2 separate regions of the Bicyclus anynana genome follow, and region 1 is linked to region 2. The links are chromatin contacts, called in public Hi-C maps. All regions are on one chromosome and are shown on one strand. Each heading gives the region's core, a stretch centred on a gene start, on an enhancer-like site or on the middle of the called end of the contact. The rest is flanking DNA. Distances are from core to core; before and after follow the strand shown. Region 1 overlaps LOC112049338 (nuclear factor of activated T-cells, cytoplasmic 4). Region 2 holds the start of LOC112047935 (chromobox protein homolog 5).

What was found. Hi-C and Micro-C count contacts between places; a contact is called where the count stands out from the background.
Region 1: a Hi-C map of whole larva shows a contact between it and region 2, with 4 times the contacts expected there. The contact joins the enhancer-like site here to the promoter of LOC112047935 in region 2. A contact is called at or near these places in 2 of 2 Hi-C or Micro-C datasets (whole body and whole larva).

Annotation. Positions count from the first base shown.
Region 1 is chr3:18,190,676-18,193,375 of ilBicAnyn1.1, forward strand. It overlaps LOC112049338 (nuclear factor of activated T-cells, cytoplasmic 4), which reads left to right. Exons shown (of 11, transcript XM_052891206.1): 6 at 548-732; 7 at 1,332-1,521. Among protein-coding and RNA genes, the nearest start is that of LOC112049347, 24 kb to the right of the region's middle. Within about 2 kb of position 1,411, at least 6 of the 8 cell types and tissues checked have open chromatin away from gene starts, as enhancers often do.
Region 2 is chr3:18,066,580-18,069,506 of ilBicAnyn1.1, forward strand. It overlaps LOC112047935 (chromobox protein homolog 5), which reads right to left and starts at 1,412. Exons shown (of 5, transcript XM_024085251.2): 1 at 1,176-1,412; 2 at 674-793. The coding sequence starts at 1,277.

The sequences.
Region 1 (2,700 bases), core at 161-2,660, 120 kb after region 2:
TTCTGATTCAATCATGCAGAGAAATTCCGAGCGAGCATAGCTCTCCATCGTCCGCTGAGGGACACTGAGCCTTCTTATGAGCCCAATCGTTATCAACCATGTCTTGGATCCCTTAGTCATCTCTGGCAACACGCGCTATTCGAAAACTTTCGTCTTCAGGCACTGAGAAATATTAGACATAAAGATGTTGCGAAAATAATTTGCTTTTAAATGAGTTTAGATAAGTAGCTACCGTATATAAGTCGTTGCCTGTACCACAATGTCTAAAGACGAAAGTCTGACCAGTGCTATCTACCAGTCACAACTTCTATACCGAACCGTAGACTAACGTCGAAGCCAATCCACCAACTTCAAGTCGCGCAACTATATGAAGAGAACTTGGAATCTCTGTAAGTGATGAAATTCAGAATAAAGTGATTTGCCAAAGAACTAACGTGGCAAGAACATAGTTTTGAATTTTTGTAAATAATGCACTAAAAGTTTTCCTTTCACGTATAAATGATTGCCAATGAGCCGATTGTCTAAATAGTTTGTTGCACATCGCCAGCTCAACCGCCCGGCGTGCCCGAGGTGTGCCGCAAGTCGCTGGTGTCGTGTCCGGCCAGCGGCGGCCTGGAGCTGTACCTGTTGGGCAAGAACTTCCTCAAGGAGACGCGCGTGGTGTTCCGCCTGCAGCAGGACGGCGCCAAGTGGGAGGAGGAGGTCGTGCCCGACAAGGAGTTCTTACAACAAGTGAGCATTTATCTAGTGTTTGCCTTGTGAACAAAGCAAAAATGCACTCCCTTAGTGCCTACCCTGTAGGCCATACGAACCTGGTAGTTCCATACGAACCTGTATTGGGTAAAGAAATTTTCCATTTTGTTTTAATTTTTACTTGTTGTTGTTAAAAACCTTAGGCACATTTCTGGCCACATAGGAATTAGGGCTTGTAAGTAAGTTGTACAAAAAAAGAGACATTTACGAGTTTCACTCGTGTGAAGAGCGTTCCGTAATGTAACGTGCGTGAGTGATTTACTTTTGCTTTCGTGGACTTTTTCAAATTTCTGTAGTTTTTCAAAGGGGGTGACCCCCCCTTTGAAAAATATTTATTAGATTTTTTTAAATAACACATAAAATATATTTGAAATCCTTTCAAAAATCCCTTTCATTTGATATGCACGATTTAGTTTGCAAAAATTAATTTTTAATTTTTCATAACAAAACAGATCGCCCAGATATTTTCAGTGACCCACAACAAGCCCTTTCATTTGATATGTCAAGAGATATATTTAAAAAATAAATCCGCGCACAGCTCACCTAGACACTTGTAGTAAGCGATGTGTGTACCACAGACGCACCTGGTGTGCTGCGTGCCGCCGTACCAGCGCGCGGACATCGCGGAGACGGTGTGCGTGCAGCTGTTCGTGCGCTCGGGCGGCAAGGCGTCCGAGCCGCACGCCTTCTACTACACGCCCGCGCCGCCCGCGCCCGCGCCGCTGCACTGCACGCCGCACCCGGCGCACGCGCACGCGCCGCACGCAGGTACGCACGCACGCACGCACCCGCGCACCCGCGCCCACACACGTCTTGTTCATATTCTATTGCGCCCACTGGCCTCTGTGTGTACGTTTTTCGGTTAAATTAATTCCGGGAAGAGCTCAAATTACCAAATTAATTTATTTCTAGTTTTATTTGTCCACTGATGTACATTTCGATATTGTAGATTGTCTACTATGCCGTCCAAAGGGCAAAACATTTTCTTTTTTGTTATTTACCAAGAACAATTAGGCACTATCATGTCATTGATTTTTTTAGTAAAAAATGTTTGGGCAATAGAAACAATTATACTTATTATATTTTATAAAATCGTATTTCTTTTTTCAAAATTGTAAAAGTCGTATAGTTTTGACTTTTAAGATATATTTTAAGATAACGTAACGTCATTTTGCCAAATGATAGGGTCTCTAAGGCCGGAATCTGATTGCTAACTTTCCATACGTATTGTCTTAGTATAACATATATAAATACAACGATTCTTTTACTTAATTTACGAAAATTTTGTAAAATAACTTACTTATGCCAAGAACGTGTTTGTAAAGAATTAATTTGTCCAAATATAAATACTTGATTATATTCAGAGGAATTCGTAATTTGTCATTCGTATACATGGTTATTTACATTACATCCCCGACCTTGATACGTTTATCACAAAGTCAATAGAATATGAATAAAACATAATATGCGCGAACATTTTGTGCAATAATACAGAAAATATATAAATGTTACGTAATGTTTGCATGAAGAAATACTAACGTAATGTAATGTATTATGTAATGTCCACTCCCTAGCCCGTATTACACTGGTCTGGCTAGACATGTATAAAAGCTTAAGTTAAGTGGGTTCATGTATTTGTGCGCGATATTAGAGGTTATACTTCTTTTTAGTGGTTTATATAAAACAAAATGGCTGCCTATAGCATGGCTTTTTGCTAAATAAAACTCAAATACATAATATACAGCAGGTCCCGTAATTAATGGACGAAAACGCAAGTGGCAGTTATATCACCTAATTATCTAAAACTAATGTAATTAATTTTGAAAAAATGCGTAGGGTAACCAAGCTAGTAGTTGCTGCAATAAAAAATAAAAAAATCAGATTATTGTAAATATTGCGAATTGAGTTACCAATTTATTTATGAGATACTATTTTTATAGATTTTGT
Region 2 (2,927 bases), core at 162-2,661:
GAAATGGTGTTGGACAGGTGATGTTACACTGCAAGACTGAAATATGGAGCAAGCAGGTAACACTCGGGTACCCAAGATATGGTACCAGACGTCTAACAAGGCGGGAAGATGGCATGCGCTTAACTCTGGGGCCTGGCTGGACTGTAGCCGACAGGGTGTAGTTGAAACAGTTGGAGTAGGCCTATGTCAGGAGGCACTACAAACAGTGGGACATTAAAGTTTCAAACACATATTTTAAGTATATAGGCTGTTTAGAATAAACAGCTATTTATTTATTTATTGTGAGTCAATGTGCAACATGGGTGGCTTGCTAAACTTTAAAGCAAGCCCAGCCGACTCAAGTGACTTTAGTGGAGACCTGCACCAGGTACAGAAACAAAGAAGATAATGCATTGACTGATTGTTTCTAAATGGAAGTGATATTCCTATTGAAAATAATAACAAACAAATATTTTTCATTGTTTTACAATATTACCAAACCCTTTCAATTTCACTTTTATCCACAAAAACTCCATTTAAATAACACTTTCAAATTTGTGGAATAAATTTTGAGCAATTTTGAGTTAAGTTCATTTCATTCACTCTCTGAGTTAATGGAATATACTTTCTCTGAGGCTGTTTTTCAATTCAAGAACAAATAACACATTTACTATGTTACTGATTTGTGAATTACCTCCTTCTCCTTCCTACTGTCCTCAAAAGTTTTGATCAACTCCTCACAGTCCAGGTTATCTTCTGGCTCCCAAGTACTTTCCTCTTCCTTGTAGCCCTTCCATTTCAGAAGGTATTGTACCTATAATATATTACATAAAATTAAAAAAATATATAAAAATATACAACCAATTTCAAAATTACAAATGTGAAAAATTACATTGTATTAGCTATCTCATAATCAGTATGAAGGCGATCTGTAAATCGGGAGTTTAAATGTAGAAGTGTTTAATAGCAGTAATAGTAAGTGTAGAAATCGACTAGCATTAAAACTTTGTAAATACATTCGTAAATGTAAATATGGCAGCCGCCAGCCGGTGTTTTTCGAGACATGTATAAGCGAATAATTCCGACAGCATACTTGCTAATTAATTGCAATTGCATGGCTAAATTCCGTCCTTATTTCTCGTAAGCGATTACCGAAGAAATAAGTAAATAATAATAGAAATCAATTCTAGACCAACCTTTCCTTTGACAATTCTTTTGTTCAACACTTTTTCCACGACGTACTCTTCCTCACTGGACCCGTCGGTAGTTTCATTTTTCCCCTTTCCCATTTTTGTCATGAGGAAAATAAATCACTGTTTGTTCAAAAGCAAGCTGAAAAATTGGAAATAACCACTAAAATTGCGGCTTCAGCACTTCGACAAATTCTCGAAAAACAAAATGGCGCGCGCGTCTCGTATCGTATCTCGCACAGATTATTAGATCTCGGCCACAGAATACTAATACTGATCTCCTCAGACCAATTATAGTAAAAAACGTCCGTAATCAATAATTTAAATACTGCATTTATGAATATATGCATGTGGATATGGACACTATGTGGATAGTCTAAGCAATGTCACAGTAAATATGCAAGCAGTAGTTTGACTTCATACTAGAGGTCGAAACGCGAGCTATACCTCAATTTCAATTTCAACTTACTAGTTAAATAGATTTTATTAATTAGAAATAAGACTAACTCACTAACATACTAAACTTAAAACAGATACACTAACAATATACTAACATAGAAAAAAAAAATTAAAACTGTTAGTCTTATTAATTGAAAAACTTGTTTAATGTAATAATGTAAGGAATAATAAAGGCTTTGAAATTGAGAAAAACATAAGGGATTAAAGGGCTAACATAATCTACGGAACCCTGTACGGAAAATGTTTTCGATGTGTGAGTTTACCGCGTCCCCCTCAAAAAATTACAGACTTAACACCATTAAGTATTTTCTGTGTCCATACACTACACACAACTATAAATTTGACTCGCAATACACACACGCGTAATTTTTACACACACTAACAAACACATTGTGCACAGTAAAAATATATACAAGCAGTATACTCGGCCGTATTTTTGAAATAAATACTTACAGCGCGCGGTACGTAAACATGTGATAGGGCTGCCTGCCTCCAGCATTTTAATTACATTTGCCAACTTTGTATTTCCATTTAGTTTTGTGATTGTAAATATACTTTTTTTATATAAACAAATAAAATATTTTGTAAATTGTATTAAAATAGGATGTGACCAATAAAATTTGTGATTTAAATAAGGCTGATACTAATCAATGACCTTGAAGGATAGGTCGTATTCATATGTTTATTTTGGTGATGCCATCTAGGTATTACCTCTACACTACGTGACGGGACGGTACGGTGGTCAGGGCTCCAGAGTGAGAAACCTCCTCACAATACGCGCCGTCTCAAGAATCACTGCCTTTTGTATCCGACTCTTGATCCAACAGTTAAGCGAAAGCTTCTTAAGGTGTTGGTCGAAGCTTTTCGCTATAAGACCACTGACTGAAACAACTATCGGAACAATAATAGTTGACTCAACATTCCACATGGAGGTGATCTCGTGAGCAAGGTCCTTTTAAGTATTTTGATACTTTTTCCTTTTCGGCTTTAACCAGATTATCGTCATGTGGAACTGTAATATCAACAATTATTGCACGACGCACTGACCGATCGATTAGCACTATATCAGGTCTATTGGCTACAATATACCTGTCAGTGATAATCGTTCGGTCCCAGTAGAGCAATGCACTGCTATTTTCAAGAACTGACGCTGGGTCGTACCTATAGTAAGGCATCTCAAAATCGATAAGGCCATATTGAAGAGCATGCTGTTGGTGGATTATCTTGGCTACTTGATTATGTCTGTGCGAGTATTCGCCGTTATAGTAGTTTCTCGTCTTTATAACTTCGTCCATAATT